Linked DNA regions of Mus musculus: regions 1, 2, 4, 5, 6 and 7 are each linked to region 3. The links are chromatin contacts, called in public HiChIP or PLAC-seq and promoter capture Hi-C maps. All regions are on one chromosome and are shown on one strand. The core of a region is the stretch at or near the end of the contact, and the rest is flanking DNA. Distances in the headings are between cores, read along the strand shown. Region 1 has its middle 29 kb from the start of Gm35674. Region 2 overlaps Gm35674 (a long non-coding RNA gene). Region 3 holds the start of Mios (meiosis regulator for oocyte development). Region 4 holds the start of Nxph1 (neurexophilin 1). Region 5 overlaps Ica1 (islet cell autoantigen 1). Region 6 overlaps Ica1 (islet cell autoantigen 1). Region 7 has its middle 12 kb from the start of Ica1.

Region 1 (2,700 bases), core at 69-2,568, 650 kb after region 3:
TAAATACATTTCTTCTAAGCCACATGGATTCCAAGCATTTTAGATTATTAGGAATTAATTTTCTCCAAATATCATTAAAAGACACTGTCCTTTTTTTCTAGCCTCTAACATTGGATTTCTTTCTATTTTTTATTTAATTGCTAAGTTATCACTATATATTTTAGGCTTTTTAAATCTCTCTCTCTCTCTCTCTCTCTCTCTCTCTCTGTAGTTCTTGCTGTCCTGGAACTCACTCTATAGACCAGGCTGGTCTCAAACTCAGAGATCCACCTGCCTCTGCTCCCAGTGCTGGAAGTAAAGGCATGTGTTAGCACCACCTGACTATTTTTTTCTTGATATAAGTTATGAATTTGTTAGGAGTGGCTGGAATCTCTGTGTAAACAAATATCCCCATTCCAACACACTTGCTAGCCTTAATGCAGTTTCCTTTGTTTATATAAAATTAATCTCCATGATTCTGTCTCATTTCACTGTGGATCATGGGTATATGGGATTGTTAGATCAGAATGGGGAAAACAGAACAGAAGTTTAAGAAGACATTGGGTGCTTAGTAATTTTAAATTTATTTTGATCTTTATTTTTAATTTTATGTGTGTGGGTGTTTTGCCTGCATGTTATCTGTGCATGTATATACATGTAGTAGCCCTGGAGGCCAAAGAGGGCATCTGGATCCCCTGGAACTGGAGTTACTGAAGTTTTTGTGTGTTCTGGGAATTGTTCCTCTTGAGGGGCAGTCAATGTTCTTAATCATTGAGGCATTTCTCCAACACCCACAATGACATTTTAGAAACGCTACGATCATTAGTTTCCCAATTCTGAAAGGGTAAAAATAATAGAAAAATGTTTTATCAGGTGAAAATTAACAATAAAATTGATAGTAGATAAACACATTCTCCCCTAAGTCACAATCATATTTAGATTTTTTTTTTTTTTTTTTTTTTTTTTTTGCATAGGATACGGAATGAGTATTCACTTTTCTCTGGTTGTTTATTGGTAGACACAAAGCACAGACATTTAAATTTGTTATAGACTTGATGGTAGTACTTCCAGCAACCTAACTAGACTGGCAAGATAGAGATGCTAGAATCATTTTCTTCTTTGATTATGTGGAAATAGGAATACATTCCTACTATTTCTGGTACACAGAGAACCTTGAATACTGTTTTTCAAGAGAACAGAGGAACAAAAGTTTGAAAAATTGAATGAGTACAATGACCAGCTCTGGATTAGTTATTAATTAACAAAGCCTAACCAGGTTTTCTAATGCTCCACTAATCCTGCTTCCAAGCAACTTCAGAATCCAGGCTTATATTTGTGGTATAAATATTGTCTTTAGCGTTTCATAACAGAAAGAAAGCAGATGGCCTTTGGAAGGGGCTTATACTGCACTTTTAACTGTGTTTCTGTTTGGCTCTTAGATGCAGGCACAAAGGTTGCCAGAGCCTTAATTTCAAACTGCGTCATTTAATAAAATACAATAAGGAGAATTAAGAAACAAGACCGGGGGAACATTCTGCTTATTATCTTTGCATTGAGAGGACTGTTTTCCCCATCAGTTGCCAATGATGGATTTTTTTTTCTTTTTCCTTTTTGTCTGGGCATGATTACGTTACTCAATGAGAGGAGTGTGAAGTGCCACTTTAAAGCTAAACATTCAATTCCTCCTAATTCACAAGGGAGAGAAGGGTCAAGTTATGCAGCTGGGAAGTGACGTTTCTTCCCAACAGCTGTCATTGAAGAGACACGTGCAAACCGTAGAAGTCATTTGTCACAAGAACCCCATCCAGAATTTGGATATGTGTGTCTCACTTGCTAACGTGACATGAAATAGTGAAGCTTTCAAAATCAAGTGCAGAAACTTCCTTGTGTTGACATGGGCAAAATAAAATGAAAAGCGTTGGCAATTACATGGATAAATCAGCCCCAAAGTAAGCAACCACTGAGAGAAAAAGTTCCTTTGGCTCGATTATTCACAGTGACTGTTCCTGCTCATTACTTTATCAAGGTAATGAATTTTATCCAATACTTTACTTTGTCAGTATAGATATATCTTTAGTCTACGAATTTGAATGACTTTTTGATATTTTTCTTTCACTAGAAATTATAATAGGAATGGAATGAGGAAGAACTACATTGAAAGATGGCCACTGAAGCTATGATAAGAGTCTAAGATAATTTAAACTCCATTATTCAATAGCTATCAGATAGGACTATTGGATTGGAGCTAAGGAAGGATATGTGAAATCGTCAGAATCAAAAATTTTCTAAGTAATCTGCCTTCCTTGTTCAGTGGCCTATTACCCAAGAGATTCTTGGTCTGTAGGTCTCAGATGGGTTTCTGGTCATTTGACAACTTGCTAAATGATCCTGCAAGCTTCATCAGGATTTATATAAGGATCCATATACTTTTACATATAGATCTGTTGCCTTTCTGTATTGTAGAAAATATATAATCTCAATCTGGGCTTCTACCCCACCTTTGATCATTCAGTTCCTGAATAAAGGACACATAACTTTTATTACTTACAATAAGCCTTAATCAGCACTAGAGCTGGGCAGATATATACCCTCTATTACAATCTACTTTTCTACCATTAACCCAGAGTTACTACTTATTATGTTTCATCTGGGCCAGCTCTCATGGACATGCTTTCTTGAATCCCAACCCATGGTGTCATTCTCATCTCTCGCTACTTTCTT
Region 2 (2,700 bases), core at 28-2,527, 690 kb after region 3:
ATAGAGTTTTTTGTTTTTGTTTTTTGTTTTCTTTCTACTTTGAAGGCCTGGTTTATGGCCACAACTAATCTTCAAACTCAGAAAAACTGAACACAAGTCTCACAAGTAAATCTGCATGAGAAGAGTTACACTTTTAGCTAGTATATCACGTTGCTGTTCACAGGAACAATAATAATAATTGTCATCATCAGCTCCGATTCTAAGCAGTACATTTTCATTATTGAGCATTCGATTTTTAAAAGTGCCATCTACTCTTTTAATTGAAGGGCTGTGTTTCTCCATCATTCTCCCAGGCCACGCTCCTTGGGTTTGGAATACCACGGAGTCAACCCTTTCTTTTCTGGCCATTGTTTCATTCCTGCATCTTAGAAGGATGTGTCCCAGTGAAACCTGTGATTCTGCAGGCACAAAACCAATATCAGGGTGTTTGTGGTTGCCCAAGAACTGGTTTCAGTGCTAGTGAAGAGAGCAACGATTCTTCAGTTTGAGGAAGACATTTCCCCTGAGGGTTGGGTTATGTTCAACCGGAAAGTAGTGGCAACACCTGCAAGACCAAGTGCTGTACTAGAATGAGGCAAATCTACAAAGCAGATTAGCCTGTTTTCTTCATTTCACCGGAATCTTTTAGCTTGGGACATCTCTTCCATCAGTTGGTTGGAAAGTCTGAACAAATTTACAGACTTTTATTGCAAGTGCATGTGCCCTAACCCAGGACTTGTATTCGATGGGGAAGAGCTGCTGGTGGCATGGATCCTTCAGAGAGAGTGCGTGTCTTCATCAAAATTCTAAAGGCATTGAGACTGTCATTCAAAGAGTTAACATCTGTGGAGAATAAAAAATGCAATGGAGAGGTTTCAGGCAAAGCATGGGGAGACTGATAAAATTATCAGTGAATTAAATCCAGACAGATGGTTCTGGAAAAGAATGAAATGCACAAACCTTATGTTGAGTACAATGGCTCTCACTTTGACAGGGCCTTTGTCAACAGGGAAAACACCCCCCCTACGCACACCACCACCTTTTAATCAGCATTTTAAGGCAATTGGAAGTCAGATTCTCCTTTTCTGAAGGTGTTGCTCAGTATTTACAGCAACCAAAATAACAACAATAAGCTTATAAGCTTAAAAAGCAACCTGGACAGCCAAAGCCCCTCCTGGGCCATGTAGACGCCCAGCTTGGGAGGAGGCACGTGGCTGGTGTGTATGGCTCCCTTCTCATTGGTCTCTGAGTGGCTGTCTGCATCAGTAGGTCCTTGGCAGTTAAAATAGTTCTACAAAATGCATGCCAATCATTAGCTCTGCTTATAACAGCAGGACGGCAAAGGACGCTTTAGCCATCCCAACAAAGCTAAACAAACAGAAAATCCCACAAATCTCACACCGCAGAATGAAAAGGCACAAACCAGTACATCCCTGCTGGTTTCAAATTTCAGGTTTTGAAAAATCAAACTCCCAGAAGACTGATTGGAAATTATTCTACATTTAGGCAAAAGCTCTGAGAAAATGACACATAATTTCTTCCTTGGGGTTTCTTTTCCTTGTTGCTCTGTGTTCTCTTCTCTGAGTTGGCTCCAAAGAGCTCTTCTTTCAGGTGACAGGACCAGGCATATATTCACGCTCGAACGATGATGTCCAGACGGGTTCTTAGCAATGGACTCTGCTTTTGTTCCAGACCAGATGTTCTGTTTCTCCCTGGTAACAGTTTCCATTGTTGTACCTTATTATACTGCACTCTCTGGATCAGATGCCAAGGTAGCCTCCAAATCAGCCAAGAGCAGAGCTGAATCAATGAGACAGCTGGCTGCCTCTCTGGGGAGGGAGCATTTTTTCTTTTCTTTTTTCTTTTTTTTTTTTTTTTTTACCTTTTTGATTCATGCAGTCTCCGCTAGTTCAGATCCACGATGCCATGAATGATTTTTCTTAGCGACAGGTGAGAACAACAACAACAAGAAACAAACAAAACAAAAGGCTTTGTAAACTGAATTCAATAGAATCTGGAGACTCAGTGTGTTATTGATTAAAAGGAGAAGACGACCAAAAGGAAGTAGACACACGGGCTACTTGCATTTCCCCCATAATCGACTTCCGTGCTTCTGTCTGTATTGGACTTGTCAGGTTTGCCTCAAGGAAAAGCTTGAAATCAAGAGTATTGTGTTTATTGACCTAAGGTTAGGATTTTAATCATGTTTCCAAGACTGCCTAGTATCAATAACAGCAAGATTAACCCCCCTAAAAAGGCTATAAAATTCCTTGACTAATTGCTATTTTGCTAAAAATTTAAGGTTATTTTAATGGGCTTGTTTACATCATCTGAGATTTAGTGGTTGAAATATGTTTACCATGGCTATGGTATTTTTTATGTTTTTTTTTTTTTTTTTTTTTTTTTTTTAAGAACCATCCATTTTAACACTCAAGCAAAGGACTAAGTTCGGGTCCTTTCCCCAGCTCATGCTTGCTTCAGTACACATTTTGGGTCCATAAAATCCACCAGTCCTGGTTTTCCACTGCTCTATGGATGTAGACCAGTTTCTCAGGCATTTTAATCCACAGGGTCAACGGGAGATAAACACTACCATATCTCGGAGATCCATTCCTGGTGTGGCTGAGAGACAAAAATGTGACAGTAACAGAAGTCAGAGACCCTGCAGGGCAATGCTCCATCAATCATGGCAGACATATTGGCAATGTGATGGATTATAGC
Region 3 (2,946 bases), core at 12-2,511:
CAGTATATTGTTGAGTCTATCTTTTAATTCTTTGATCCTTCTGCTTCAACCTCGGGAGTGTTGATATTATAGACGAACACTACCATACCCAATTTTAAAAACATTTTGATCTGTGGTGGTTGAACCTGCACAGGCAGAGCTAGAGGATCTGGAGGGCCAACAGCACTATAATAAATCATATGTGAATCTCTCTCTCTCTCTCTCTCTCTCTCTCTCTCTCTCTCTCTCTCTCTCTCTCATGCTTATAAGCATGATTTGTCAATACCTACATGTTAAGACAAAATGGAGTGATTGATGTATTGTGATGTATTGTAGTATGCTGCTACTTGGTAAGGGTCACTTGAAGGTGAGCACTGACAGACAGATCTGATGGCCCAGATTGCAGCTTGGGTACACTGTGACTATGGGTAGTTGAATGATGTTCAGGATCGGACTGAACAGGACTCAGAAAGATTTCATAACATTCTAAAATTCAAATTTAGGTGTTCTTTAATTCGAATCGTTCACCTAATATTTTCAGGCTTTGACTGGTCAGTGGTTACTGAGACTTCATAAGCAAACTCACAGGTAAATGAGAGACTTGCTTTCCCATTGCTGTATCCTGTTTCCTGACACAGTATTCAGTTCTAGAAGGCCTTTCTCTTCCAGTTGTTTCCGTCTTTAACTTTTCTGTGACCAATCCATGTTTGTCTTTCTTAGTCTAGTGATCCTCAAGGAAGTTCTTCTGATGCCCCACCCAACCTGAGGGAGGTGCTCTCCCAGGTAGCTTAAAAAAGCCATCACTCTTTTGTCCTGTTTCCTACAAGGGTCTTTTTTTTTTTTTTTTTTTTTTTTCTCATTCCTATATCCCAACACGGTGTGACTCAACAAGGCATTCATGACCTCTTTTTGGAATAACTGAAATCGAATTATGAGCCCCAAATCCTTAAGTTTTTACGAAATCGCCCATCCTCTCTGTTCAGTGGAAATTAAAATGTCTCACATATGCTAAAATGTGTGTACCACCACGACCATGGTAGCTGGCTTCAGAGAAATAATCAAATTCCATGAGAGCAGGGTTAAAGAATGGCTGGCTTGCTGGAGAGGGGTCCCGGGGCAGGGCCCACACTGGGCGGAGCGCTCGAGAGGGAGGCGGGGACTCTAGGTTGTGGCCCTGCCCACAAGAGGGCGACGGAAGGGGCTCAACTCAAGCGCGGAGCGCTCGGGAGGAAGGCGGGGTCTCCGCGCGGCGGCCCCGCCCCGGGGCGGTGCCGGGCGAGGGGAAGGCGGGGCTCGCGGCGAGGAGGTCTGCTTCGGAGGCGGCAGGGTGGTTTGGTCGGGGGCCCAGCGGGTGGCCCGGGTCACCGCCCGTGCTTCGGCGGCCATCTTGCCCGCGCCCGTCTCCCGCGGCGGGAGGGGCGGCGTACAGGCCGGAAACGTCTGTGTGGCGACAGGCCACCTCCTCAGGTCAGTGAGTGCGGCCCGGAGCGGGTGTCTGCGTGAGGCCCGGGGTGGCAGCCGCGGCCGCTTCCTCAGAGCCTCGCCGGCGGGTGGCGTTCCGCTCGATCAGTGCGATGGTCACGGCACCGGGCTGCTGGCGGGCCTCGTGTGGAGCCTTGGGGCGTCCCGCGGCCGCGTGGCGACCGTCCTCCGTGCGGCCGCGCCGGGAGTGCGGAGCCGCGTCCCCCGCCGCCCAGCGGCTCAGCCAGGTGTCTGGACCGTGGGAGTCACGATCAGATTCCTGGTTTACCCGGAATAACAACACGATGAGTTCCAGTTGTACCCAATCAAATCCTTGTTAAAGGGCCTGTCACCCCCGTGAGCTCTGTTCCCTACCGACACGAATAATGCAAATTCCTTGAGAGGAATGGCTCAGCAAACGACTGCTCTTGTTGGCTTTTTTGAATAACTATAGTTTAACGAAAATATAGATGCGCAATGTCTTGTGGAGATGGTAGTACTCCAAATTTCCTGAAACTGCTATCGTTTACTTAGCGCGGAAAGAAAGACGACAGACCATATAATTGTATGTTTTGCGTTATGACAGTGTTTTGAATGTGTGCCCAGTTGCCACGTGGGGTTAAGATGCTTTGTAAGTGTATAGACTGGATTCCCAAGATTTAATAAAAATATAAAAACTTTCGTATTTTTTACAGTGTTGTATATTTTAAATTATTTCTTATTTGATAGGTTAAATTAAAAGATATTCTAAATTTCGTTTGCTACTTCTGAAATGTGCCCGCTAGAGAATTATAAGTGGTGGTTCACTAAATTTCTTTTGGATAGTGTTACCCATGTTCTGGTGGTGACTTGTGGGGAACCATTGAAGGGAAATGAACACTGACTAAATTTGAAGGTGAGGACCTAAATTATTGCCATCTCTTAGCCCCTCCATGGATTTGGCAGTTGTCTCCAGCATCTGAAAGCATTCACTTCCAGGACTGGTTGAAAGAACTAAATAGGGACAACAACATCTGTATGAAGCAGAGAACTCAACTGTGATGAGTTGGTGTTAGAACTTTGTGTGGTGGAAATTACTTAGATGTTACCCAAGTCATAAGGGACTTGTAATCGTCTAAACTAATAAGTGCATGAAAGACTTTCTGAGCCCTTACTGGTTTTTGTTGTTGTTTGCTTGTTTTGTTTTTTGCTGTCCTCCGTATTTATATTATGTATGTTAATAAGCAAGGACCCATTTGTATAGAGTGTTAGATTTCTTAACAGGATGGTTATAGACATACTGGTTTTCTAGGGCCATCTTTGTAATGTGCAACTCTATGCAGGAGCGCCAGCCGAGCATTTAGAATGACTAGCAGTTAGAAGCTGCTATGTCACTCCTTGACATTTTCATTTTGCACTGGGCCCTGCTCCTTTCTTTAGCACTGGTCGAAGATGGAAGTTGACAGATAGGCACAAAACCAAATCATCTGTTCTTCTGTTTAGTCACATTACTTCTGCAGTTAGGAG
Region 4 (2,720 bases), core at 140-2,639, 740 kb after region 3:
GAGCGTCCCCCCGTGGCCGGGCAGGACCTCGGACAGCGCCCGCGACACCAATCCTTAGTCGCCTTGGGGCTTTCCAGCCTTGCTGGTAAAGCTGGGGCTGCTTCCTGTGCTTGCAGCTTCCAAAATTTCGTCACCACACCCCTTCTGAAACTGGGACTCATCGCGCCTGTTGTGTGGCTTTCTTTTTCTTCCGAAAGGTTCGGGTCTTATCGCTCAAGTTCAAGTCCGGAGGACTTGCCCAGTCTCCTCCCCTTAAGTCATTCTCTATCCTCTGGCAACCGCGGAAATCCGGGAGTCCTAGGCTGCTGGTGTCAGTGCCAACACAGGCAGTCCGGGTCGGTCGGGTGCAGCAACCGGGCGCATTCGTCTCTCTCCCTCCCTTTCTTCCTTCCTCCGTCGTCTTCTCTACCTGCCCCTCCTTCTCTTGCCTCTTAAGTTTCCTGCACCGGGAATTCAACTGTGCCAAGCCTAGGCTCCCGCGGACCAATCCGGATCGCGACCCGGGCACTGGGACAACGACTCCGCCAAGGCTGGACGAGGCAGCTGGACCTGTCCTCGCCCGAGCATGGAGACGGAGCTCCGGGGAGGGCACGTCCCGGGCGCTGGAGACTCCAGGCCGTAGTAGCTCCTCCATGGAGCCTGTTCAGAGCGGTTCTTGCTCGCTGCATTTGCCTCCAGTCCTGTGCGGTATGTACCGGTCGCCTCCACCGTTCTTGGCAGGGACACGTTGGGGCAGGGTGGTGGTCATCACCAGGAAGGGACAGCGGGGTGAAACTCTTCTTGGGCATAAGGCATGTCTAATAGGTGACCCTCAGAGTCCCAGACAGGTTTCTACTGTAGAAGTTAGCAACTGGCTGTGCCCCTTCGTTCAAAAAAGTAGTGCTAGGGATGTGATTGTGGGTGTCTATCTGTATTTCAGGAGGTTCAAATGGGTAAACTGAGCCCCGCTTTCCTATATGCAAATTGCACCCCCCTCCCCACCCCCATTTCACGGGTACCTAATCCGGGTCAGTTCTACCTACCCTTGCCCTGCCCGCACCCCCCTCTCTCAGTCTCTTGCTCGCTTGCTTTTGCTATCTCTCTCTGCTGCTGTGTACGTGTGTGAACCCTGCCAGGGCTGGCGAAGAACCAGCCGCCGCCTTTAGTCCCAGCCTCCCGCCTTCAAACACTAGGGCAGGTCTGGCTGCCAGAGACAGTTGGCCTCCTAACCAGCCTGTGAGCTGCTCTCTCTGTGCCTAACCCCTTCTGGCCTCCGCCGTTCGGGCGCTGGCTTCCGAGACGCGCCGGGCTCTGGGAACCCCCTGCCACCGCTCAAGCCCGCCCGCTCGCTCGCCCGCCCGCCTGCGGACCGCACTCGCTTGTTCCTGGAGCTGGATTGGCTCGCTTTTCCAATCTTTGCGTCCCCCTTCCAAGCTTTTTGACTCCATCACTCCACACCAAGAGCCCCTTTCCCCTCGCTTGATCGTCAGCCTTGTCCGCGTGGTCATGGGATGTCTAATTTCATTTGTATCTAGGCTGCTGAGAGCGCTCCCTGCTCTGTAAAGTGGATGTCAGGTGGATCTATGTTTTTGAAGGAACAAAGACTCAGCCAAGGCACCGCCAAGGAAGTTTGAGAGGAGGGAGGATGCAGGCTGCGTGCTGGTACGTTCTTCTCCTCCTGCAGCCCACCGTCTACTTGGTAAGTGGCGATCGGTCCGGTCCGGCATCTTTGAGATACCTCCCTAGCCTGGAGGCCAAGCAACTGGGGTGAGAGGGGGGGGGGTGCGGGAGGGCGAGGCCGCCAGTTCAGTGAGAGCTGAGTGTTCCCAGAGAGTGGAAGAACTTTGGGAAGCTTTGGTTTGGATTCCTGCGAGAGTTTTTCAGGCTCTCATCCTCATTTTTTGCTCTATTTTCCGTCTCCCGGATCATGATTCTTAACAGGACCTTACAGGTCCAGAAACCAGGAGGTAGTAGGCGAGGATGCCTTGGGAGGAAGGGGAGAAGAAAGGTATTGGGAATCATGAAACTCTTAGCAGCACTTCTTCCCCCACCTAGTTTAAATGAAAGGGGGTGGAGGTGGGCTTGAAGAGCCGAACAGGAATCTACTCACTGCCCCACTGCCCCAGCGCCCCCAATTTGGGTTTGTGGCACATCAAGAAAGTGCAGGTAACTCCCTGAGACTTACAGGGGTGCAGCTGGTGTAAGTTTATCCGCCAGACACATAGCAAACGACCAGGCAGTTAGGTCAGAGATACACCTGCAAACATAACCCTCTCTCGCCTTCCAAGGTCCAGTTGCCATTAAATAACAGAAGCATAGTTTCAGTGAGGGGTTTCTTTTTAGGGAATGGCAAGCCTTGTCACTAGGGAGAGAATCTTGTCCTGTCCAGGTTCCTCCAGAATCAGTTTTCGGAGGTTTGGACTTGACACAATCTTAGAACCGACGCGGGGAGAATCGCTCTGTGTGGCTAGGGAGTTGTGGGCATCACCGCGAGCCTAGGAGAGTGTGATATTTTCTCCGCGTTTGATTTCTCAGAGGGCCAGGGACACTCGCGTTCTGCCGGCGAGGTTGAGCCTAGTGTTCTGAACTCCACAGCAGATTCCGGGCCACGGGAGTGCACCGAAAACTCAAGGTGTTCTGTGGAGGGGCGAGGAGCGCAGGCGCTGCGGTAGCAGCTGGAGTTTTCTAAACCGGCTGGATAAATGGGACTAAGAGTGGTGTTAGTGTCTTTCATTCCCAAG
Region 5 (2,897 bases), core at 348-2,847, 520 kb after region 3:
GGACACAGGCTCCATACTCCTTCCTGTTTGCAGTCAGGGGCCGCAGCCGCCAGCTCTGCCAGCGGTATCTCTTCTGAGGGTGTTAGTCTAGTCTTAGTGTAGCCCTCAAGCAGGGAGGGAGAAAAACCAATACAGAGACACCAAGGCCCAAAGGCCTCATCCTAGGAGAGCCAGAGTCGAAAGCCAGCCCGTAATTATGAGTTCCCTTCCAAGTTGTACCATGTGAAAATTTAGGCTTTTCCTGTGGCATTTTGGCAGCAAGATTCACTGTGCTTGGGGGGACCCACAAATAACAACTGCTCCAGTCAGACATCTAAAGCAAACAAACACGGGCACATACCAAAACGAACCAACAAACACTACAAACTATGAAACAGATACATTTTAAAAGAGCATTAACTTTATAAAAAGAATTTTCACCTCACTTCATAAAAGGGCTCAACCCATATGTAGAATTGTACAATGAGCAGAGGCAGAAGAGACAATGGAGTCAGGCGCGCGCCCCCCCCCCTTTTTTTTTTTAAACAGGAACAAAGAAAAGCCCAGGAAGGTTAAAGTTCTGCTTACTTAACATCTGCCCACTGTACAGACCAAACAAAAGATTACCTATTCAGTCAACCCTGGCTGCTGGTGGGGCTCAGACCTACTCAGGCTTTGAATGGAAGTACAAACTGGTTTTATCCACAGAGTGGAGATGCAAGGCATACCCTGAAGGCCTCTATCACAGGGCCAGGAGAAAGGGGAGTGGAGCAAGCCTGTAATACTTAGAGGCTCGACTCCCCGGGGACCTGCCCTCAATTGCTGAAAGAGCCTGACCTCTGACAAGAACCAACGATTTCAGCAGTAATTAATAAAACTGTCAAATTAATTAACCCAAGTCTTTGTTCACAGGGGAAAAAAAAATGAAACATCTATTACCAATACTGCTGTTTATCAGTTGTAGAACAAACTCTTTGACTCAGACTGTCACCACTGGGACACAGGGTCACTACAGACTGGTGTCTCTAAGGAAGGTCCTACCTAGTAGACTGCCCATGCTTGTTAATAAGCCTTAGTGTACCGTGTCCTTTGATGACATGACCAGTGGATTAACAGGGCTCTACAACCTAATGGTATTTCTAACGGAGACAGACAGGCCTAAGAATCCCACCCTGTATCACTCACAGTTCCCAGAATGCCTTTCAGAGATCCCTTTGAATTACTGTAATGAAACACTGAGCTAATGCTGCAGGATTTAATTAAACTATTTAGTAAATGGCTCAGGTTAAGGCAGTGGTTCCTGCACCCTTGACTATAAAGGCTGAGTCCTACAAATGCCCACATATACATTTCCATGCTATCTCTTTAGAGGCTTCAGAACTATTTTCTTACACCTAGGCTAGCTTTTATTCCATTTAGAATAATTACCTCCCATCCCATTTCTGACGTTCAAGAAAAACAAGACACTTAATTGACCACAGAGGCTCTCAAGGGCACAGACTTCAGAGGCTCTGCTGGGCTCTCAGCTTCAGCTGATGTAATCTGCTATGAGAAGCTGGGTTCTATTTTTAAATCCTACCCTCTTACTCTACCTTCAAAGGGCACATATATCACACACTAACCTCACTCATAAAATACCGCGTGGTACTAGGGTGAACCATGATGTGAGGAGGAGCCTCCTACAGTACAGGGACAAGCAGCCCCACCTACATAAATCCACCCTTGGGTTCCTACGAGGTAGCCTGGAGAGCTGCTCCATGTGGCCCTGACTCTCCATATATCTCTTTTCTCCGAGTCATTTTGACAAGGAGCAGATGACTAGCAGGGCTCTTGCAGAGGGCTAGGAGCAAGCTTTGGTCTCTGTGTCCTCAGTTCTCTGACAGGAACACTTAGTCACAACTCCTAATGTTGATGTGCGGAGCCATCTCTAGCCCCTGGGCTTCAGAGAGTGCCAGATCATTTGCTTTGTTTTATGTGAAACTTTCACTCACCAGCTCTGTCTTGCGCACTCGTGACTGTGCTGTATAAAAGGTTTCAAGACATTTGAGAAATGCTAGGGGGGGAAATTAACCCAATGTTGGAGGTGAAAATTCCCTTCCAATTTGACTTTCATTTATGTTTATTCTGGCTTTGTAATCAAAGTGACGCTTTACTGAGTCTACCAGAGGTCAGACTGTGTTTCTCTCTGGTCTTCATCCTGCCAGGACCCAGGTGTGCCATATTTTATTTGGTTTCTACTCTTCTGCTCCCTGTTCTAACATGACATCTGACTGAGTTGTGAACACAAATTTTGTAACACCCATCCCTTTCTCAACACTTTTTCCACTCCCTCCTTACAGATTTGTGTGTGTGTGTGTGTGTGTGTGTGTGTGTGTGTGTGTGTGTGTGTATTTTGTACTTTCAAATGGAGTCAGACAGGTCTAAGAATCCCACCATATATCACTCACAGATCCTAGAAGGCCTAGAATATGTTTGCGTGTGCGCGCGTACACGCATTCGCGCATGTGCATGTGTGTCTGTGTATCTATATCTCTTTCTCTAGTCTTGCTTGTCTCTCAGGCCATGTTGCTTAGGCACCTATGTCTCTACATTTACATCACTTGATGCTGCTTCTAGGAGTTCTATTGCTTCTACCTCGGGCCTTTGCCCACATTGACTCCTCAGCTAACCACTGCTGTTTCCCACCCCTCTGTCCAGGTCCTTTCTATTTGTCTTGGTTTCTTTTCTGTTGACAAAAGCAACTGTATGGCGGATGGGTTTCTTTTAGCTTATTGTTCAAGGCACAGCCTATCATAAAAGCAAATCAAGGCGGCAGGAGCTTGAAGTAGCTGGTCATATTGCTCTCACAGGCAGAAGAAAATCGTCTGCTCTCTCAACTCTCCCTCTTTTCTTCATTCACTCCAGGACCCAAGCCATGA
Region 6 (2,700 bases), core at 78-2,577, 540 kb after region 3:
GCCACACGCCATCTGGGTAAGAACAGAGATGTTCTAATTCTAACTTTTGAACCCAAGAGTAATGATGTGGCCCATTCTTACTACTGACCTCTTAAAAATCAAGGTATTGGTGAGGTGCAATAAAATGCAGCTTTGGGATGTTTCATTCTGTGAGTTCAGGCACTTATATTCAAAGCAAACATTTCCATCTTTGAAATAGTCCACTGAGTCCTGGAAGCTATTAAAAAACTAAACTTGAACATAATATTTATATATTAACTTCTCAATGTCTTGTATTTATATATAAGGAGGGTAGAGGTCAATGTTGTATAACTTCCTTTGTGGTAAATCACCCTATTTTAAAATTTGATTTGATTTGTCAATACTATTGTGTGTGTATATGTATGTATGTATGTATGTATGTATGTATGTATGTATGTATGGTGTGTGTGTGTGTGTGTGTGTGTGTGTGTGTGTGTGTATGTGTGTGTGTGTATATGGTGTAACATACTGTGCAGGTGGAGGTCAGAAGAGAACTTGAGGAGTCAGTTCTCCCTAGTGTAGTGGGTTCTGGGGATCACACTAGTGTTGTCAGGCTTGTACAACAAGAATTTCTACTCACATGAGTGCTGGAGATCTAACCTCAGGTCCATGTGTTTATGCACCAGACATTTCCACAGTCCCTAATAAAGCTTTGTATGGGCACTTCGTTTCTGGGCCAGCAGAGTAAATTAGCCTTCTACAGGCCATCCAGTGTAAGAGCACTCCATGACAGCTTGCATATAATTCTCATGTTCTAACTGGTCAACCCACTCTCTCTACGCATCTGTACCTATATTAATGTTTTTGCAACAGAAATCCCTTGGGTAGACAAAACACTAAGTCCAGATCTGCTGGATGCATAGCCTATGACAGCGGATACTTAGATGAAAGCATACTTGCATCAATAAAAGTGCTGCCGCAAGGACCTCCAGATGTTTAAGAGAGTAGTAAATTAAATTAAATATTAAATGACTATGTCTTTAAGACAGGTTCTTGCTGTGAAGCCCAAATGGGTAATCCTCCTGCTTCAACCTCCTGGGATTACAGGACTACCATTATGCCAAGCTTTAATTACTTTTTGGATAAATGTTTGTATTTACTAGATTGTTTACAAAAAACAAACAAACAGCTTCAGCTTCGAATGGCTTAAACTGTATTTACAATACAAATATCAGAAAAGACATTTCCTCTTTCTACCCTGTTCTAAGGTGAACCTCTTCAGAAGCAGCAACCCCATGGCTTCTGTTTCACAATTTCCAGTGGCAGAGAGAAATGGTCGAGAACTGAGACTGTCTGTACTAACATACATAGAGTGAGTATTTACACAGTCATTCAGTTTGAAACTGCGCCTGGGACAGGCTGGGAGCACAGTGGTGAGTAAGAGCTAACTTGGAATTTGACCTCTTTGTGGCAAGGAGGCAGGCAAACAAACTCACACCTGAGACTTTTTCCAAGGACTGCGCATGAGAGGATTTAGCCCCATCTCATAGTGCATTACCCACCAGAGGGGTTTCTGTTGCAGAAATAAGTACGCTATACGAAAGGAAGCCAGGCCATGTGGCAGTGAGCAGCCAGTCTGTGGGTAGACAGCCAGGGACTTTCACCTTTAGGATGTGAGAACTATGAGATCAAGTCAGTCAAGGAAAGATACAGGGCAAAGTGTCCAGGCAGAGCAAGGAAATGGCTTTGACAAGCCTGAACTAGCTGGTTATACCGAGAGATCTGAGAAAAGACCTTAGTGTCTGTAATGTGGTGTGAGTAGTGTAAGAATGGGAGAAAAGAGAAAAGGGAAAAGAAGAGGGAAGAGAAAAGGGAGGGGAGGGCAGGGGAGGGGAGGGGAGGGGAGAGGAGAGGGGAGGAGAGGAGAACCCAGGGGAAGGAGGCAGAGGTCAGGTCTATCAGGAACATTCTGGTACTAGGCTGTCAAGACATGACAAACACTCAGTCAATTCTATGCATTACTGGAATCATATCTAATTTAACCCCCATAGTAGCTGGAACACTTAAGGATTCTTGTTACAAAGGCAACAGTAGCTCAGATCCCATTGTGCAGGGCAGGGCATCTACGGTCTCAAGGCCAGCCCATCTCTCCTAACAAAGCTTTGCAGCTTTCTCTGGATCTGCCTCTGCCCTCAGATTCATAGACACAAAAGGCCATCCTGTATAACTGACAGCTACCCTGTATGTGCTTTGAGCCCTTTGCTAAGGTTTCAAGACTCTTGAGAAGGCTTGGAAATTTTGAGCTTTTAATCGCAGCCTCATTAATGTTCAGCTCATTAACTTTAGCTGCCATAGTAAACTTAGAGACCCTATAGACTATCGTCCATTGACCACACTATTATTCCCAGTGCCCTGTCACTCACAGAACTGATGTTTGCTTTCAAGTTGTAATGAGAACTAAAAGCAAAAATGCTCAGCAAGACAATAATGCAGCAGGCCTTTTATTCATCATACTAACCCAGTAATCAACCTGATATTAAAACACTTGCTACACAGATTAACTAAATATCTGCTTAGTTAATTCATTCTAGAATTTTCCATGGCTTAGTACCAGTATTTCTAGAATCTACCTTACAGGTCATTTTGTTTGCTGTTAACTAAACATTTGCCTGGCTTGAGTGTTCAACTGTGGTTTCTGAAATGTAATGAGTAAATCTTTGATTGTGCTTGGTATTTCAA
Region 7 (2,700 bases), core at 42-2,541, 580 kb after region 3:
AAAAAAGCATTTTCAACAAATGGTGCTGGTCTAACTGGTGGTTTGTATGTGGGAAAATTAAAATACATCTGTATTTATCACCTTGCACAAAGCTCAAGTCCAAATGGATCAAGTACCTCCACACAAAACCAGATACACTGGATCTAATAGAAGAGAAAGTGGGAAAGAACCTCAAACTCATTAGCACAGGGGGAAATTTCCTGAGGAGAATACCAATAGCTCAGGCTCTAAGATCAACAACTGATACATGGGACCTCATGAAAGTGAAACGCCTCTGTAAAGACACTGTCAATAGTGCAAATCAGCAACCTAGAGACTGGGAAAAGATCTTCATAACCCTACATCCAACAGAGGGCTAATATCCAAAATATATAAGGAGCTCCAGAAGTTAACCTCCAAAAACTAAATAACCCAATTAAAATATGAAGGACAGAGCTAAACAGAAAATTCACAACAGAAGAAACTTGAATGGCTGAAAACCAAGACATTAAGGCCTGACACTACTACATTATGATGCTGCAGAAGGGAACCTGGAATGGCTGCCTTCTGAGAGCCCCTGTCAACAGCTGACAGACAAAAGCAGATACTTACACCCTACTATTGGAACTGCTATGGTTGAATTACAGGGATGATTGAAGAAGAAGCTGAAAGGGAGGGTGGCCCCACAGGAAGACCAGCAGTCTCAACTAACCCAGACCCCAGGGAGCTCCCAGAGACTGAGCCACAAACCAGGTGCATGCATGGGCTGATCTAAGGTCCCTGGCACATATATAGTAGAGGTCTGCCTGGTCTGGCCTCAGTGAGAGAAGATGCGCTTAATTCTCAAGAGACTTGAGGTCCCAGGGAAGGGGTAGGCTTTCTTCGCGCGTGCGTGCATGCGTGCGTGCGTGCGTGAGGAGGAATGGGAGAGGAACTGTGGAGGGGAAACTGAAGGGGAGCAGTGACTGGAATGTGAATAAATAAAACAATTCTTAAAAAGGAGTTGCACTGGTCCTGCAGTGTCTTCAAGCAACAGAACAGTAGCTAAGATAAATCCTTTCAAATATGTATCTACTCGGAATGACACATTTATGGTACCAGGCTAAATAGCAACAAGAAGCTTTTCTCTCTGGAGATAAAAACAAGTAGCCAAGTTCCCACCCTGATCCTCATAAAGGAAAACAAACCAAGAATTCCAGCATCAAGCTCCAAGATTTCTTCTTTAATTCTTAAAGAGAGCACTCACATATGAGCCATTCTGAGGGAGTGGTTTGCTTATAAAAAGAGTTTATACACTGGCTGAGGACATAGTTCAGTTGGTAAAGTAGTTATCCACAAGGATCCAATGTGATCCCCAGTGCCCAAGTGAAAACGAGGGGGAGGTGTGCGTTTGTTAACTCCTGTGCTGGGAGAATGGATTCCTGGGACTCTTGGACCTAGCCTAATTAGTGAGTTCTAGAACAGTGAGATGTCCTATGTCAAGAAAGAAGGTGGACATGGCCTGATCAGTGACACCTGAGTTGGAGCTCTGGCCTCTAAAGGCATGGACACACACGCACACACACACACACACACACACACACACACACACACACACACACACACCTTCCTGTCTCTCATGCAACTAATCTATACAGAAAATCAGTTTTTCGGAAGGAAGGCTTCATGATCTTTTTCCTTATAGTCATTTTTTTTTTTTAGTCAACTTCCAATGTATATACCACCTTCTGATTACTGTCCCTTCACCTCTCTTATTTTCCCCACATCCCCATCACAAGTCTTTCTCACATTCATGTCTCAACTTCAACATAGATGGACTTTTTTACTGACTCTTCTCTCAAAAATATCAACATGCATAATGTCTATATTACTAATTTATATATAATGCAATCTGTATTAAGGAATCACTACATATGTTTAATATTTTAATTCCCATTACCCTCAACCATTTTTGAAGAATTTATTTTCTAGTGAAAATTAAACTATAAATGACCCACCAGGTAGACAGTTGTAGTTTCATATATCCAAGGCCCAAAGTACTAATAACTAAAAACAGTTGGTGGATTAAAATTAAGCAAACTGTAAGAATGAAGCTTAGAAAATTAAAAATATCATTAAAACCTTTTTTTTTTCTGATTCTTACTGGCATTACAAACTTAAATAAGGGTCAAAGTTTATTAGAAAAATCATTTGGCCTCCTTCCCAAATCTACTATAGTTTTAAAGAAACTGTACGTTCAAGAATGAGAACTAAGCATCTTAGCCAATTTGAGTTTATTTTCTGTGGTAATTTGAATTGTGCATGTAGCAGAACAATGCTTTTGTTATGCTTTCTGCAGAGCTGCTGAGATCTTTAAGCAAATTTGCTTGTGCATATGAAAAGAGAACACATGTTTAATTAGCATTAACTTTCCTTAATTAAAATGAACTCCCTTTCATTTCAAAATGAAAATACGGTGGAGAGAAGTGGCTTATTTGCATGGAGAGAAAGGTAATTATTTCATTACTGCACCCACTTAGTTTTCTGCCCAAATAATGGGGCTCTCTGCCTTTCCACCCTAGTTACTGTTCCTTAGAATTTCTGCACGGAAAATGCTGGAGGTGTCATCAAAATAGGAGCACACTGCGGGTGGACACTTTTGTCTGTTATTCCCTGTAGGGTATAGCTCTGCTTCTCACTAGGAGCTCTACCAAGATGGGCAGACTGAGTTCAGGGTTCACG

Evidence for each region. Promoter capture Hi-C pulls out the DNA fragments that hold promoters and counts their contacts. HiChIP or PLAC-seq counts read pairs in DNA pulled down with a chosen protein or histone mark.
Region 1: a promoter capture Hi-C map of liver shows a contact between it and region 3, with 2.8 times the contacts expected there. The contact joins the enhancer-like site here to the promoter of Mios in region 3. A contact is called at or near these places in 8 of 39 promoter capture datasets (the HPC-7 cell line, cranial neural crest, embryonic stem cells and 4 more) and 4 of 115 datasets of contacts at active chromatin or transcription factors (bone marrow-derived macrophages, extraembryonic endoderm stem cells, large pre-B cells and 1 more).
Region 2: an H3K4me3 HiChIP or PLAC-seq map of stem cell-derived neural progenitor cells shows a contact between it and region 3, with 4 times the contacts expected there. The contact joins the enhancer-like site here to the promoter of Mios in region 3. A contact is called at or near these places in 7 of 39 promoter capture datasets (HPC-7-derived erythroid cells, cranial neural crest, embryonic stem cells and 3 more) and 2 of 115 datasets of contacts at active chromatin or transcription factors (large pre-B cells and stem cell-derived neural progenitor cells).
Region 4: a contact with region 3 is called in a promoter capture Hi-C map of liver, with 3 times the contacts expected there. The contact joins the promoter of Nxph1 here to the promoter of Mios in region 3. A contact is called at or near these places in 4 of 39 promoter capture datasets (liver, second pharyngeal arch cranial neural crest and stem cell-derived epiblast-like cells) and 1 of 115 datasets of contacts at active chromatin or transcription factors (bone marrow-derived macrophages).
Region 5: a contact with region 3 is called in a promoter capture Hi-C map of pre-B cells, with 9 times the contacts expected there. The contact joins the enhancer-like site here to the promoter of Mios in region 3. A contact is called at or near these places in 16 of 39 promoter capture datasets (the 3T3-L1 cell line, 3T3-L1-derived adipocytes, the C10 cell line and 10 more), 3 of 15 datasets of contacts at CTCF or cohesin (the NIH/3T3 cell line, large pre-B cells and pro-B cells), 35 of 484 Hi-C or Micro-C datasets (B cells, CD4 T cells, CD8 T cells and 23 more), 32 of 115 datasets of contacts at active chromatin or transcription factors (the 230-238 cell line, CD8 T cells, the NIH/3T3 cell line and 25 more) and 5 of 9 other capture datasets (adipose tissue, embryonic stem cells, liver and 2 more).
Region 6: a promoter capture Hi-C map of the C10 cell line shows a contact between it and region 3, with 6 times the contacts expected there. The contact joins the enhancer-like site here to the promoter of Mios in region 3. A contact is called at or near these places in 19 of 39 promoter capture datasets (the 3T3-L1 cell line, 3T3-L1-derived adipocytes, the C10 cell line and 13 more), 3 of 484 Hi-C or Micro-C datasets (CD8 T cells, bone marrow-derived macrophages and nephron progenitors), 19 of 115 datasets of contacts at active chromatin or transcription factors (the 230-238 cell line, bone marrow-derived dendritic cells, bone marrow-derived macrophages and 13 more) and 3 of 9 other capture datasets (adipose tissue, liver and macrophages).
Region 7: a contact with region 3 is called in an H3K4me3 HiChIP or PLAC-seq map of the 230-238 cell line, with 13 read pairs. The contact joins the enhancer-like site here to the promoter of Mios in region 3. A contact is called at or near these places in 19 of 39 promoter capture datasets (the 3T3-L1 cell line, the C10 cell line, the HPC-7 cell line and 12 more), 1 of 484 Hi-C or Micro-C datasets (LSK cells), 10 of 115 datasets of contacts at active chromatin or transcription factors (the 230-238 cell line, bone marrow-derived dendritic cells, bone marrow-derived macrophages and 6 more) and 3 of 9 other capture datasets (adipose tissue, embryonic stem cells and liver).

What each region holds. Positions count from the first base shown.
Region 1 is chr6:8,862,748-8,865,447 of GRCm38.p6, forward strand. No RefSeq gene overlaps it. Among named protein-coding and RNA genes, the nearest start is that of Gm35674, 29 kb to the right of the region's middle. Within about 2 kb of position 1,319, at least 7 of the 459 cell types and tissues checked have an H3K27ac peak or open chromatin away from gene starts, as enhancers often do. A contact at or near this core is called in liver, where this site is marked.
Region 2 is chr6:8,895,799-8,898,498 of GRCm38.p6, forward strand. The region is part of intron 2 of Gm35674 (a long non-coding RNA gene); the gene reads left to right. Among named protein-coding and RNA genes, the nearest start is that of Gm35674, 4.0 kb to the left of the region's middle. Within about 2 kb of position 1,278, at least 34 of the 459 cell types and tissues checked have an H3K27ac peak or open chromatin away from gene starts, as enhancers often do. A contact at or near this core is called in stem cell-derived neural progenitor cells, where this site is marked.
Region 3 is chr6:8,207,966-8,210,911 of GRCm38.p6, forward strand. Mios (meiosis regulator for oocyte development) reads left to right here and starts at 1,262. Exons shown (of 12, transcript NM_145374.2): 1 at 1,262-1,446.
Region 4 is chr6:8,948,630-8,951,349 of GRCm38.p6, forward strand. It overlaps Nxph1 (neurexophilin 1), which reads left to right and starts at 1,390. Exons shown (of 2, transcript NM_008751.5): 1 at 1,390-1,678. The coding sequence starts at 1,625.
Region 5 is chr6:8,731,079-8,733,975 of GRCm38.p6, forward strand. All of the region lies in intron 6 of Ica1 (islet cell autoantigen 1), which reads right to left. Among named protein-coding and RNA genes, the nearest start is that of Ica1, 46 kb to the right of the region's middle. Within about 2 kb of position 1,598, at least 60 of the 459 cell types and tissues checked have an H3K27ac peak or open chromatin away from gene starts, as enhancers often do. A contact at or near this core is called in the 230-238 cell line, CD8 T cells, the HPC-7 cell line and 10 more, where this site is marked.
Region 6 is chr6:8,751,699-8,754,398 of GRCm38.p6, forward strand. The region is part of intron 3 of Ica1 (islet cell autoantigen 1); the gene reads right to left. Among named protein-coding and RNA genes, the nearest start is that of Ica1, 25 kb to the right of the region's middle. Within about 2 kb of position 1,328, at least 46 of the 459 cell types and tissues checked have an H3K27ac peak or open chromatin away from gene starts, as enhancers often do. A contact at or near this core is called in neutrophils, where this site is marked.
Region 7 is chr6:8,789,555-8,792,254 of GRCm38.p6, forward strand. No RefSeq gene overlaps it. Among named protein-coding and RNA genes, the nearest start is that of Ica1, 12 kb to the left of the region's middle. Within about 2 kb of position 1,292, at least 8 of the 459 cell types and tissues checked have an H3K27ac peak or open chromatin away from gene starts, as enhancers often do. A contact at or near this core is called in the 230-238 cell line, where this site is marked.